Linked DNA regions of Mus musculus: region 2 is linked to region 1. The links are chromatin contacts, called in public Micro-C maps. All regions are on one chromosome and are shown on one strand. The core of a region is the stretch at or near the end of the contact, and the rest is flanking DNA. Distances in the headings are between cores, read along the strand shown. Region 1 overlaps Gm35419 (a long non-coding RNA gene). Region 2 has its middle 46 kb from the start of Dleu7.

Evidence for each region. Hi-C and Micro-C count contacts between places; a contact is called where the count stands out from the background.
Region 2: a contact with region 1 is called in a Micro-C map of macrophages, with 4 times the contacts expected there. The contact joins two enhancer-like sites. A contact is called at or near these places in 7 of 484 Hi-C or Micro-C datasets (bone marrow-derived macrophages, brain, cerebral cortex and 4 more) and 4 of 115 datasets of contacts at active chromatin or transcription factors (embryonic stem cells, heart atrium and neural progenitor cells).

The regions. Positions count from the first base shown.
Region 1 is chr14:62,159,828-62,165,558 of GRCm38.p6, reverse strand. The region is part of intron 1 of Gm35419 (a long non-coding RNA gene); the gene reads left to right. Among named protein-coding and RNA genes, the nearest start is that of Gm35419, 8.3 kb to the left of the region's middle. Within about 2 kb of position 1,943, at least 32 of the 459 cell types and tissues checked have an H3K27ac peak or open chromatin away from gene starts, as enhancers often do. A contact at or near this core is called in macrophages, where this site is marked.
Region 2 is chr14:62,244,163-62,250,659 of GRCm38.p6, reverse strand. No RefSeq gene overlaps it. Among named protein-coding and RNA genes, the nearest start is that of Dleu7, 46 kb to the left of the region's middle. Within about 2 kb of position 5,064, at least 35 of the 459 cell types and tissues checked have an H3K27ac peak or open chromatin away from gene starts, as enhancers often do. A contact at or near this core is called in macrophages, where this site is marked.

The sequences.
Region 1 (5,731 bases), core at 694-3,193:
CCATATCCTCCTCCATCATCCCCACTCCATCTTCCCTACTCCATCCTCCCCACTCCATCCTCCCTATTCCATCCTCTCCATGTCCTCCTCCATCATCCCCACTCCATCCATCCACCCCTACCCCACATCCTTCCACCATCCCCACTCCTTCTACCATCCCTACTCTCTCCTGTTCCCCTTTCTCTATTCCCTTATCCTTTTTCTCCCTTTCTTCTCCTCGCTCTCCTTTCTGCTCCTCTCCACCCATTCCATCTCCCTCTCCTGGTTTCACACCTTTTTCCCTCCCCCATTCCTTCACTCCCTGAGTACAGAACACAAGACTGGTTCCTCGTTCTGAGCTAGATGCAGGAAGCCCCAAGAAAGGCACGCCTGTCTCTGGAGGAACTAGAGGATGATGGGAGCTGGAAGGAAGGAGAAGACACAAATATACAGTAAAGTATACAAATCAGATCCAAATCCCACGTGTCTTCACTTACATAAGCAGAGTTGAGAAGAACTTAGTCATCCTTATAGAGGACATACAAGTCTATGTAATGACTCATGGGTGAGCTTTCGAGATGGAGATTAAAACCCTTCTTCCCAGTGACTCCTTGGGGATCTGGTTGAAGTAAATCTTAAGAAAGTGTTCTAAATCCTGGTTACCAGAATCACCTGGGAGCGTCCCGGGGGCCTCCTGAATCTTCAGTGTGTCAGAGGCCTTGAGAGTCTGGTGAGAGCTAGGGAGCTTGTCTTGAAGCCAACCTGCCTAGTAGCCACACCAGCCTGCTGAGTCTGCACTGACTCCAGAGCTGAATGAAAGAGCAGGGCCAGCTTCTCTTCCCACCACTGTGACAGGAGGATGTCTCTTCAGGCCTTCACACTCTGGTGACAAGCGTCTGTTCCTTCCAGAGGACTTGATAAAGAGAAGACTCCATCTACAGCCACCCAGAGTGGTGGAACCACTCAGGCATCCAGACCAGGCCAAGGAGTCCCAGAACTGGAAGAAGCCATGGGGCTTTTATCTCATTTAGCAACACACGGCTGCAGGCAGCCTCATCTTCAGAGGTAGCTGTCTATTAGCCTTTGACAGTTGATGCCACACAAAAGGAAGAAAATGGAAGAAAGGATACTTGAGACTTCTGGGGGTACCCTCACCCTTCTTGTTCTGGTAGGAATACATCCTCTTTTCCCTTTCAATACTTGAGATCCTTTATCAACATCTGAAGTCTTTGCTCTCTAGTAAATTCTCTGGCCTCTATCAAACATCAAGCATAAAAATCTTTCCCAAGCTGCATAACTGTTACAGAGCTTTTGATCACAATGTGGTGATTCTTGTCACCACACCAAAGCCAACCCCCCCCCCCACACACATACAACATAACACACACGCACATGTACATGCACACACACACTTCATTAGGCTTTTCTAGGCTATAAACAGCTCATGGTGACAAAGACAAGGAACCCCTCAGGGCCACCTGAACTGTACAGTGGTCTCTTAGAAAGCAAAGTCTGGGGTCCTATCCTCCATTCTCAGAGCCATGAGGATACTTTGAGGAACATGGCTGCTTGTTGTCCCAATCCTAGTATTTATTAACCTTCCGACAGAAGGTCAGCTGCCTCCTTGGAACCTTGGTTAGAATTCCTGGACAGTCATTATAAAAGGAATCACCGAGTAATGAGTCCAGGAATGTTTTCCCAGCATATGCTCTGGTGGACATCTGTGTATAGGCCCCTTCCAGTAGTACATTCTGCCTCGGGTGGGCTGTCCTCCCTATGTTGTCCCAAGCTGGAAGTGGGGCCCAGCAGTAAGCAGGCTATCTGTCTTTGAGTTTGAATTAGATGGTGAGATGGTGACCAGGAGTATAAGGAAAGAAACGGTCCCAGCATAAGCCACACTCACTGTCCTGAAGCTGATAAAACAGCCTTTTTCCCTCCCCTCTCTTCAGTCTTCTAACCACAATGCAGAAACAGCTCACACAACCCCAAACAGTTTGTCACACGGGGAACTTATGTGGTTCTAGGAGCAGCGACTCCATTTGACTGTTCATTGCTGTCACCCTTTCTCCTATATTGAACCTTCTGCTCGAGGTGTCAAGCCAAAAGGACCCCTAATCAGAGGGCTGAGTGTCAGGATCATGGTGGGGAGACATCTGGAAACATCCTGAGGCCGAGGAAGGAGAGTATCTGCTCCAGAGATGCCCTGGGCTCTCTATGTGTTACTGTGGGAGCGGGAAGGTTGCCACATCTCCCAGCTCGCTCAGGCTTGTTGAGAAACACTGGTTTAGGCAAGGCAAAGAGCCAAGTGTAAACTTAACTGTCCCTCACGGGTGTCAAGGCGCACAATAAAAGTCTCCCATCACGAAGCTACCAAAGCTGGCAGCGAGGCCTTCCTGACAGCTGGAAGCAAGGACTTTAAAGGCTGTTGGGAGGGAGGATCTATCTCCCTTACCTCGTGGGGCTTTCTAGACATTTGCATCAGACTTTTGGGCATGGCTACTTCCCTAAGCTGGAAACATGACTCTTGAAGCTCTAAAGTGGAGCCTTTGCCATTTCAGACTGAACACTTCTCACAGGGACAGTTCCATCTCTGGCTGGAGGGTGAGCAGTGGCCCACACCAGTCCTTCTCCCTTTCATCCGTACCAATGAAACCTTGTTTTTATTTTTGGTATTTGTTTTGTGAATTCGAAAGGCAGCATGCAAGGAAGCAGGTTTCTCCCCAGCACTTCCACATCTGAGTCATTGGGCTGTTCTAGTTCATACCTGACCCCCCCACCCTTCCATACCCCCCCAATCCCCCCCCCACAGCTGATTCTCTCCCTTTCCTTAAACAGGCATCTCATCTACTTTCATGCCGCATGAATTCTACTACCAATCCACCCAGCCTCCCCGCTCCTCACCACCCTCACCCCTCCATACCACCCACTTCCCCCCCCGCCCCCCCAGCTGATTCTCTCCCTTCCCTTAAACAGGCATCTCAGCTACCTTCATGCTGCATGAATTCTACGACCCCCACCCCCACCCCGTCTCTTTCTGTGTAAGAGGTGTTTGATGTTGCAATTCCATGTGGCTATGTGACAAAGTTATAGTTAACAATGTATACGCAGAGTTTCTGGGAACAATTTGCTGCCATTTCCTAGTTCCCATTTTATTTTCTTCCTGCTTTCTGAGCATAATGTGTTGAGGGGGTGCAGCAACCACTTTGCCGGCATGAGGGGAAGGAACAGACCAGACCTCAACTAAAGATGGTGAGATGGGAAGACGGAAACTTTCATTGTACGGCAGAGCCTTCACTACCAAATTGAATCGTGTCATCTTTCCACTTTCCTCTTCAAAACCTGTACTCAGCATTCTGTCTCATTTCAGTTTAGTCATTTATCCTGGAAAGGATGAAAACTAAACCTTTTTATTGAGTATTTACCTCATGCTAGGTAGCTTTCTAGATGAGATCTAAGAGTCATCGTATGGGGCTTACTTTCTAGCAGAAGAGGACTGTCTAAAGCATCAAGCATGTGGGATCTCAGAAAGTCACTGTGCCAGTCAAGAAAATAAGAGAATTAACCAAGAATGCAGTTCTGAAGGTTCAGGAGGGTAGGGGTCAGGGGATACTAAAGCAATCTAGGGGAGTTACAACCAAAAGAACAACATCTGAATTCAGACTGAGGGAGATGAGGGAGCCAACTTGGAGAGGAATCCAGGAAGAGATCTTCGTGGGAATGAGAATGGCAGATTCAATGGCCTTGGGGCAAGAGGGCACCTGGAATATTTAAGGAATGGGGGAGAGGAAGACAGAGAGGGAGAGGAAAACAGGTCTGAAATTCAATGGAGAGAAAGTCAATAGATAGAGGATAGTTTAGTTTGGTTGAGATTTCACAACGAAGTTATATTTCACAAAGCAAACAAAAACCTTTAAAACCAGTATATGGACCCTCTGGTTTTCCCATGGACCTGCTGGCTTTCCACGGAGACAGGTATGGATGGCTGCTGTGCTCACTGGCCACTGTACTCACTGGCCACTGTGTTCACTGGCCGCTGTGCTCACTGGCCACTGTGCTCACTGACCACTGTACTCACTGGCCGCTGTGCTCACTGGCCACTGTACTCACTGGCCACTGTACTCACTGGCCGCTGTGCTCACTGGCCACTGTGCTCACTGGCCACTGTACTCACTGGCCACTGTGCTCACTGGCCACTGTACTCACTGGCCACTGTGTTCACTGGCCGCTGTGTTCACTGGTCACTGTGCTCACTGACCACTGTACTCACTGGCCGCTGTGCTCACTGGCCACTGTGCTCACTGACCACTGTACTCACTGGCCGCTGTGCTCACTGGCCACTGTACTCACTGGCCACTGTACTCACTGGCTGCTGTGCTCACTGGCCACTGTACTCACTGGCCACTGTACTCACTGGCCGCTGTGCTCACTGGCCACTGTACTCACTGGCCACTGTACTCACTGGCCGCTGTGTTCACTGGCCACTGTACTCACTGGCCACTGTGCTCACTGACCACTGTGTTCACTGACTGCTGTGCTCGCTGGCTGCTGTGCTCACAGGCTCACTCAGCATGCTGGCTGTGCTTTCCAGGGTCCTCATCTGACTCCTCTTCCTTACAGGGTTCTTCTCACTACCCAGTGGAGTGAGAAAGACTGCAGTGTTGGAGTCTTTCAGCTCTACCTTCTCATCTAAAAGTACCAGCACTGCCTATATCCCTGGGGACCTGAATTAGGTCAGATTTGTGGATGAGCAACAAAGCTTAAGGAGAAACTTGGTATAGCTCACTGTGGCTTATGCCAGCGGCATCTCTAATTTCTCTGTGACCACCGCAGCCTACCACAGTGATTACAACCTACTTGCTGCAAAAGAATTCAAATTAATTTGACTGACTCAAAAGCAAATTAAAGGACCACTGGGAGGCCTCAGCATACACTTGATGAAGATGCATAGCATGAAGGGCTCTCTCGGATTCCCTTGCAGTCCATTCCACCAGAGAACAAATACCCACCTAAGACTTGCCCCCTGCCCTCCCTACAGCACCAGAATGCAGGAGTTCTTATCCCAGACCACCTTGGAAGGGTTGCAGTTTTATCTGTCCATTTTAACTCTGTCTCAAAACACCTTAATAGTTGACAGAGTGTGGAAGGAATAAAAGCCAGACTCTTGCCTTTGTCCCCACCAAACCTTGTAAAACTCTCTCCCTCTACAAATGGCCTGTTTCAGTCTTTCATTATTCCCAAGATTGTGAAATCTCACTTTGGGGAAAAGCTCACATGTGGCCTCAGGCTACACTCTGGCCTGTGGGTGCTTATGCCCCTCTGGGGGCAGTGGAGGGGGAGTTGTGGGTGTTTATGCCCCTCTGAGGGGCAGTGGGGGTGTCTGTAGGTGCTTATGCCCATCTGGAGGGCAGTGAGGGGGCCTGTAGGTGCTTATGCCCCTCTGGGAGGGGAGGGGAAGGTGTCAGCCCTCATCAACCCTATGGCTCTGCCCAGGCCTTGTGAGGTATTCTTTTAGTAAAGAGTATTTTGCTCCAAGTGTACTGGGAGTGTTTAAAAAACAATGAGGTTTAGAAATAACAAAAGGCAGATGTTGACTTGTTTTGCGAGAAATGGAATCAGAGAATGAGGCATCCAGGGCCCCTGCAGATGTAATTTGAGGCAGAAATACTTTATGTTGGCTCCCAGCCCTGCTGGTACCCAAGATACTCCTTGGAATTGAGTTAGGAGTACTGCAATGTGCCATGCAAAACACTGA
Region 2 (6,497 bases), core at 3,815-6,314, 82 kb before region 1:
TGTGTTTGCCCTGCTTGAAAGATTCTGCTAGTGGCTATGTTCTTCATGCTCAATGCCCTTTCTTCACCCAAGGACAGTTTAAGAAGAGTAGGTTGCAATTAGTACATTAAAATTACACGTAATGGGAAGGGACCCATAGTCCAGAGTGTCTAATCTCTTTGGTTGGTTGGTTTGTTTGTTTGTTTGTTTGTTTTTCCTCATTTTTTCCTAATCTCTTTTGAAAGCAAGGAAACTTTCCAACAGCAAGAGGAGTGCTTTCTTGGTTTCAAGTTTTCCCTTGAACACTTTTGAAGGTTTTTAAACTTCTTTTTACACGCAGTCATACAGGCTAAGCACTCTTCATGGTGCTCTTGGGTCTGAGTGCCACCTGCTGTGACTACCAGATGCCACCTCTCTGTCCTTTTCATGCCACTAGCTTCTGTCCTGTGCTGTTACGCTTTCTACTTTCCATACACCACACTTCCCCCGTGCACTCCCCACAATGTGTCAACCCCAGGTAGACATCCTCCCCACTTGGTGAAACATGATTTATTCTTCAAACCTGGCCCAAATGACACCTTGTGTCTGGAGCCTTCATTGTCCCCCTGTCATTCTGTCTCCTTCAGGAAAAAACCAAAAACCTAAACTAAACCTAAAACAACCCCCAAAGACAAAACAACAGACACCCAAACTACTCTTACTGACTCTCAGAGCTCTTGACATGTTGATAAGCTGCACACACACACACACACACACACACACACACACGAACAATCCAACAGTGGAAACACAGTGTTTCAGCCACACAGGAGTGGGCCATCTGTAACACCATCCATTGCCTTAGAGAGAACGAAGATAGCCCAGCAGACAGCTATCATGTAGTAAAAGTCTCCAAGTCCAGCAAAGAGGAGAAAGCTTGTTGCCATAACTTCTGAGGATAACATTATTCAACTATTGTCCCCAAGTCAAAAGTGTCCATAGAAAATATTTTAATTCCCTTTACACTAGTACCAAAAGAAGACTATATGTAGCAGTCATTTTAGAGTTCATTTCCAATCAATCAACTGACCAATCATTAATCAATCAACCAAGCAATCAACAATCAATCAATCATCAATTGATTATTTTTCTTAGTAGACTCTTGTTATATAGCCCTAGTTGGCCAGGAATGTATTAGGTAGGCCAGGCTGGCCTTGAACTTGGTGTGACCCTTTGCTCTGCCTGTCACAAGGACTGCAGTTGTGTAATCACATCTGGGTTACAGAGTCTCTTTTAGACAAGATCCTAACCTCTTCAAGTCTCTGTACTTAGTTCGATCTGTGCAGGCGTAATTAGGGATGGGAATGGCTAGTATGACTGCAGACACAGAAATCACTACAGTTAATAAAATTTCCCTTGCAAAATAGCCACTAACCTGTCCAATCTACTGGGGAGGAGCTAAGACAGAGAACAAACTAGACAAGTGGCATGCAAATAACAAAACCACTGGTGGACGTAAACCTGAGCAGCTTCTGCCTTTGAGCTTCAAAACGGGAAGCCAGAGGAGTAGTGGGAATGGAGAGCGGGGAAAACATCTTTGTAACTTCAGCCCTCCAGCTGGAGAGAGAGGGGAGGACTCAATGCCTCTCTTTAGAGGGTGAGGAAGGCAGGGCAGCACCAGCAGGACCTTGGACCAGGGACTCCAGAGAAACAAGACTGCCTGGCTTTGGCTGCGGCCTCTGGGTGGGGCAAGACCAACTAAACTGGCATACCCGGAAGTCCTTGCATGGCTGGAAGGTGAGGTGGTACGGACAGCCTGCTCCTGGCTGCCACCCACGAGGCCCTGCGGCAGGCCCCACCGCCAACGCATAATATGATCTTGAGAAAGCTGCCCTCAGCACTCCACGTTTAGCTTTAAATGGAGAAAACTTCAGTGACGTTTGTGATGCTGTGTAACCCGAGAGTTATACATATTGTGTTGCACATGCTACTGTTTTTTCGAAGGAACTGTGAGTGCAGAGTTATTCCGCGTGGAATAGACTGTTTCCGTCACCCCTTTCATTATGCTTCTATTAACATCAGTAAAAGGTTTCACAACTGGGCAGACTGATGTCTGTCACCTTCCAAATGACCCTTGACAAGGCCATTTGGTGTGGTTGCCTGTTACAAAGCCTCTTGGAATTTTGCCCTGTTGTCAGTGGCTAGACCATGAACTCTCTTTAGCATGGTCTCCCTGAGCACAAATTCTAATGCAGGGGGTGGGTCAGTAGACATTTAATGAACATGTGGAGTGAGGTCCATTGTGGTGGGGTCGCTTAGAGGCAGTGGGGCCACATGCTTTGTCGTCCCCTGAGGTGGCACAGAAGCAAGCTCAGTACTGGAGAGAATGACTAACAATCTGGAAATGCCATGTTCCAAACGAAGGGACTCTAGTGTTTCTCTTTTACTGAGTTAAAATAATTAATAATTAATAATAATAATAATAATAATAATAATAATAATAATAAATAATAACTTGTCTTTTTCTATCTTTCCAGTCCCGAGGGAGTGCCATAGCTGTTGAACTCAAGTTTTAACAAAACACAGAAAGTCCATCTTCAAATATGACAAGAAATTGCCATTTCCTCTTTTCCTATCTTTCATTCCCAGTTCAAAACCAACTTTGATTTGTTTGAAAGCACATGCTGAGACATTAGCGTTTTACCTGGGCTCCTTGGATCCCACAGCAGGCTCCAAGAGAAAGGATAGGATAGTGTTGTAGGCTTGCTTGGGCTGTGATGTGACCCCTCCCAGCAGCTGTGCTACCCACCCTGGCTCAGGCTGGAGCCTGAACAGAAGCCTCCAGGCAGAGGCCACGCCCCTCAGAGCCCCTTTTTCCCATGTCAGCGACTTCCACTGGTTGAATTTAAGATCTAGCTCTGCTCTCCCAACTCATTCCTGGAACAACCAGCTTTATCCGGTGTGCCCGTACTCAGAGCTTTCAGACCCTCAAGTCTGTCCCGTACCAAGTCTATTTCTAAACCTTTGACCGATTTACGTTCCCGCGCCTTGTCTGCAGCACGTTTTGTTTGCTGTGTTGCGGTGTGTTCACTACTTTTTGTTAAAAGCGCGACATTAAAGGGTTCTGTATATTGCTCATACACAGATAATGCAAATCTGTTTCCCTCTCCCAAACCTGTTTTCCTGCCACCGGGGCTTCCTGACTTTCCCCGGATCTAACTCAATGTCACCAGAAGAGCTGGGTATAAGACCTCTTTGGAGTTTAGCATGGGCCTGGGAGTGTCCCAGCATTCCTCACTTCCTGTCACACTCCATTGTTCAGAACGAAGTCCCAAGCCAAATGGAAGGGCCATCATAGGCCACACCCACTGGAGTAGATAACCTGGAATTGGTAACTAGCCTATGGAGAAGAAGGGAGTGTGGCTGCTGGTGAATAGCAGCCAATGGTGTCATCATTAGCTATGTAATACTATGCATTCGCTATGTTAGACTCAGCATGGGGTGCTTTAAACTGCTGGGTTACGCATGCCACTGAACTAGCTCTGGCCCATATTTTATTATTACTAATTAATTCATTTATCTATTAAGTATGTTTACATGTAAGTATGTGTGTTATGGCTTATGTGTGTGGAGGCCAGAGGACAACACATAGGAATTAGTTCTCTCCTTCCACCATGTGATTTCTGGGGATAGAACTCAGGTCCTCAGGCTTGGTAGCAAGTAGTTATATGCTGAGCCATCTTGCCAACCCACAGCTATATTTTAGCTCCAGTGTTTGTTAAATGAGTAAGTAGCTGTGACTGACAGTAATCATACTACCCTTCCATTTCCAGTCTTTGTACTGAACCTCAGTTCTGCAGAGAGCTTTAAAAGCAATCTCAGTGTGAGTTAAGACTCCAGACAACTAGAGAGATACTTAAGGAGCACTAACTGCTTATTGATAAGCTAATAGGAACACAACATACTTGTAACACCGTTGTCAGCTAGAACTCCAAGATGGGCTGTCTTAATGTTTCAACACTCTGAAGGGCGGTTTCATATTAACCAAAGCCAGGCCTTGTCATGCTCCTACGGTGGCGTGTACGCTCTTTTCGTGTGAAATCTTGGTTTGTCTCTGCCGTATTATCTCTACCGCTGTCTTCCGAGAAGCATAGGTGGACTGGCTGAGAGAACAGGGGTGGGGTCCATGCAGCCCTTCCCTTTCCTTGTAAGATACATGATTGGCTGAGAGCAAACATGGTGGCAGCCCAAGTTCAAGGTCAAGCTTGCTTCTTCCTCTCACTGGAACCTCTTCTCCAGTCAGGTGTCTGCATCGGGGTGGGGGTGGGGGGTCATTGGAGTCCATGCCATGTAAACTTGAGCACTGAAGTCCCAGCACCAGGATAAACTGCCTTCTTCCTCTGTGTCCTCACCCGGCCCCAACTCCATCTTCCACTGTCCTGAGTCATCTCATTCAGGTGGGATCATAGTAGCCCTGTCCCTTCCTTGCCTTTTTGCTTTCCTGGGGACATAGCTCAAGTACATTTACTCACGTCGATGAATACCTTTCTAACTATTCTTTTTTCTTTTTCCCCCCTCGTACCTTGATGGGGAGACACTGTTTTTCAGATGAGTACAACAGCGTCCTATGGCTGTTCTACCTTCCTCAGGAAGGTGGGAAACCTGTAGAGCATCTTTGGCTTTCCTGGGGCATCTGTAAAGCTGGTTGATGAGGGTAGAAAAGGTTGGGCTGAGTAGTGGACAGAGTCCTTTTCCTCTCACACCCAGTGAGACTCCACCTCCTCCCTGAGCCTCCCCCGCCAGAGCTTGGCTGTCTGCACTCCCTGTAGTTTTGAATGTCCCCAGCGTGCTTCCTCTTTTGTTAGTGTGTGAGAGGGGACAAAGGTTTCTCAGGGCTGTCCTTGAACATGGATGATAGTCAGACTCCATGGCCAGTCTTCAAAGATTACAAGAAAAAACATCAGGGGGCCTGGGAATCTGGGAACATCCTTGAGTTTCACATGAGATCCCTGTGGGTGTAAGATGACACCTCAAAGTCTACATACACTGTGTCGCAGACAGACTCTAAGAAGGTTGGAAGGGGAAAAACAAACTTCTCTCCCACGCAGCTCCAACTTCCCCCTTCAGATCTTGTCTCTTTTGGTTTTGAAACAAAAGCAATATTAATGCTGACAGATACATAAACAGGGATATAAAGTAGACATCTTTGGGACACCAAGATTTGCGGAAATACTTGCTATTCTGTGCTGAGATGTTTCCATTTCCTTATGTGCCCTTTAACTATATTTTAAAACACTCACAGTGGGCAGTTTACTTCTCTGGGGTTGGTTAGCTGCCGTGTGGAATTAGGATAAAATCATTCAGAGGTTCATTTTGGTGCTCATAGTCCAGGAGTTCATATGTGTAGTCTGTCTTGTTTAGTCTGTTTGTTATTCAGCCCGGTCCAAAAGCACTATAATTGTGCACTTTCAAGAGTAAGTAGTAGATGCTTGTTTGTGTATCTGCTCAGTTCCAACCTGAGAACCTGGGTGCTCATGCACACCCCACACACTCCACATTATGGTGGAGGACACCAGACACTTCGTAGGCAGCATTTCATGTGAACAACAGACAAGCTATCAGATGCCACTGTCGTGCTGTGATGGGGCTCTGTGTGTTGGGAAGCAGGCTCCAGATATATGTTCTCTGAAACGGAAGCAGTTTATTTACAGATATAGAAAGGAAAACCGAGGTTCGTGTCACTGCAGCCTTCCCGGCAGCTCTGAAACCTGCACTTGGCTGAGAGTTGAAAAGATGACCCTGATGTTAGGGTGACTGCCCCACATGCCAGGGGAAATGTGCCCAGGAGAACCTGCTCCCACTTCCACTCTCAGTAAGCCTCCCCCCCCCAAAAAAAACCAAAATGGGAGCAAGTAGGGGTCCTCAGTAGAGTCTTCAGCTAGCATCCTTTATCATCTTCACTGCCACACCGGAAACCCAGGATCCGCCCTTTGATGACACTTTCATCTTCCCCAATCACAATTTCACCTCTTGCCTCTTGGAAAGTGCTGGAATGTCACTTTAATTTCAGGAAATAGAAGAGCATGCTACGTGTACACAGTGTGAGGCTCTGGCTTTGGGAGAGATTGGAGGTAATAAATGGAGTCTCTTTAGAGCATCCACATAATACTGAGATTCCTTCTAGTCAATACTAGAAGAGCTTTCCTTGTCTTCACCCTGGTCTTCCTCAGCCTTGATTTTATTTATTTAATGATCTCTCCATCCCCAACCTCTCTTAAACACACATACACATAGAGACACACACAGACATACACACAGCCGCAGCCACACAGACACACTGACACTCAGACATACACATATAAGGAGGGGGAGAGGGAAGGAGAGAAGGAGGGAGGAAGGGAGGGAGGGAATATTTCATAGGCCAGCTTGGAGTTTTAGAATCACTGCATACAATATATTTCTGCCCACATTCTCAGACAGGGTTGAGGACCGTGGCACCTGTCCAGGTTCTATGTCTTAGCCAATATTCTATTGCTGTG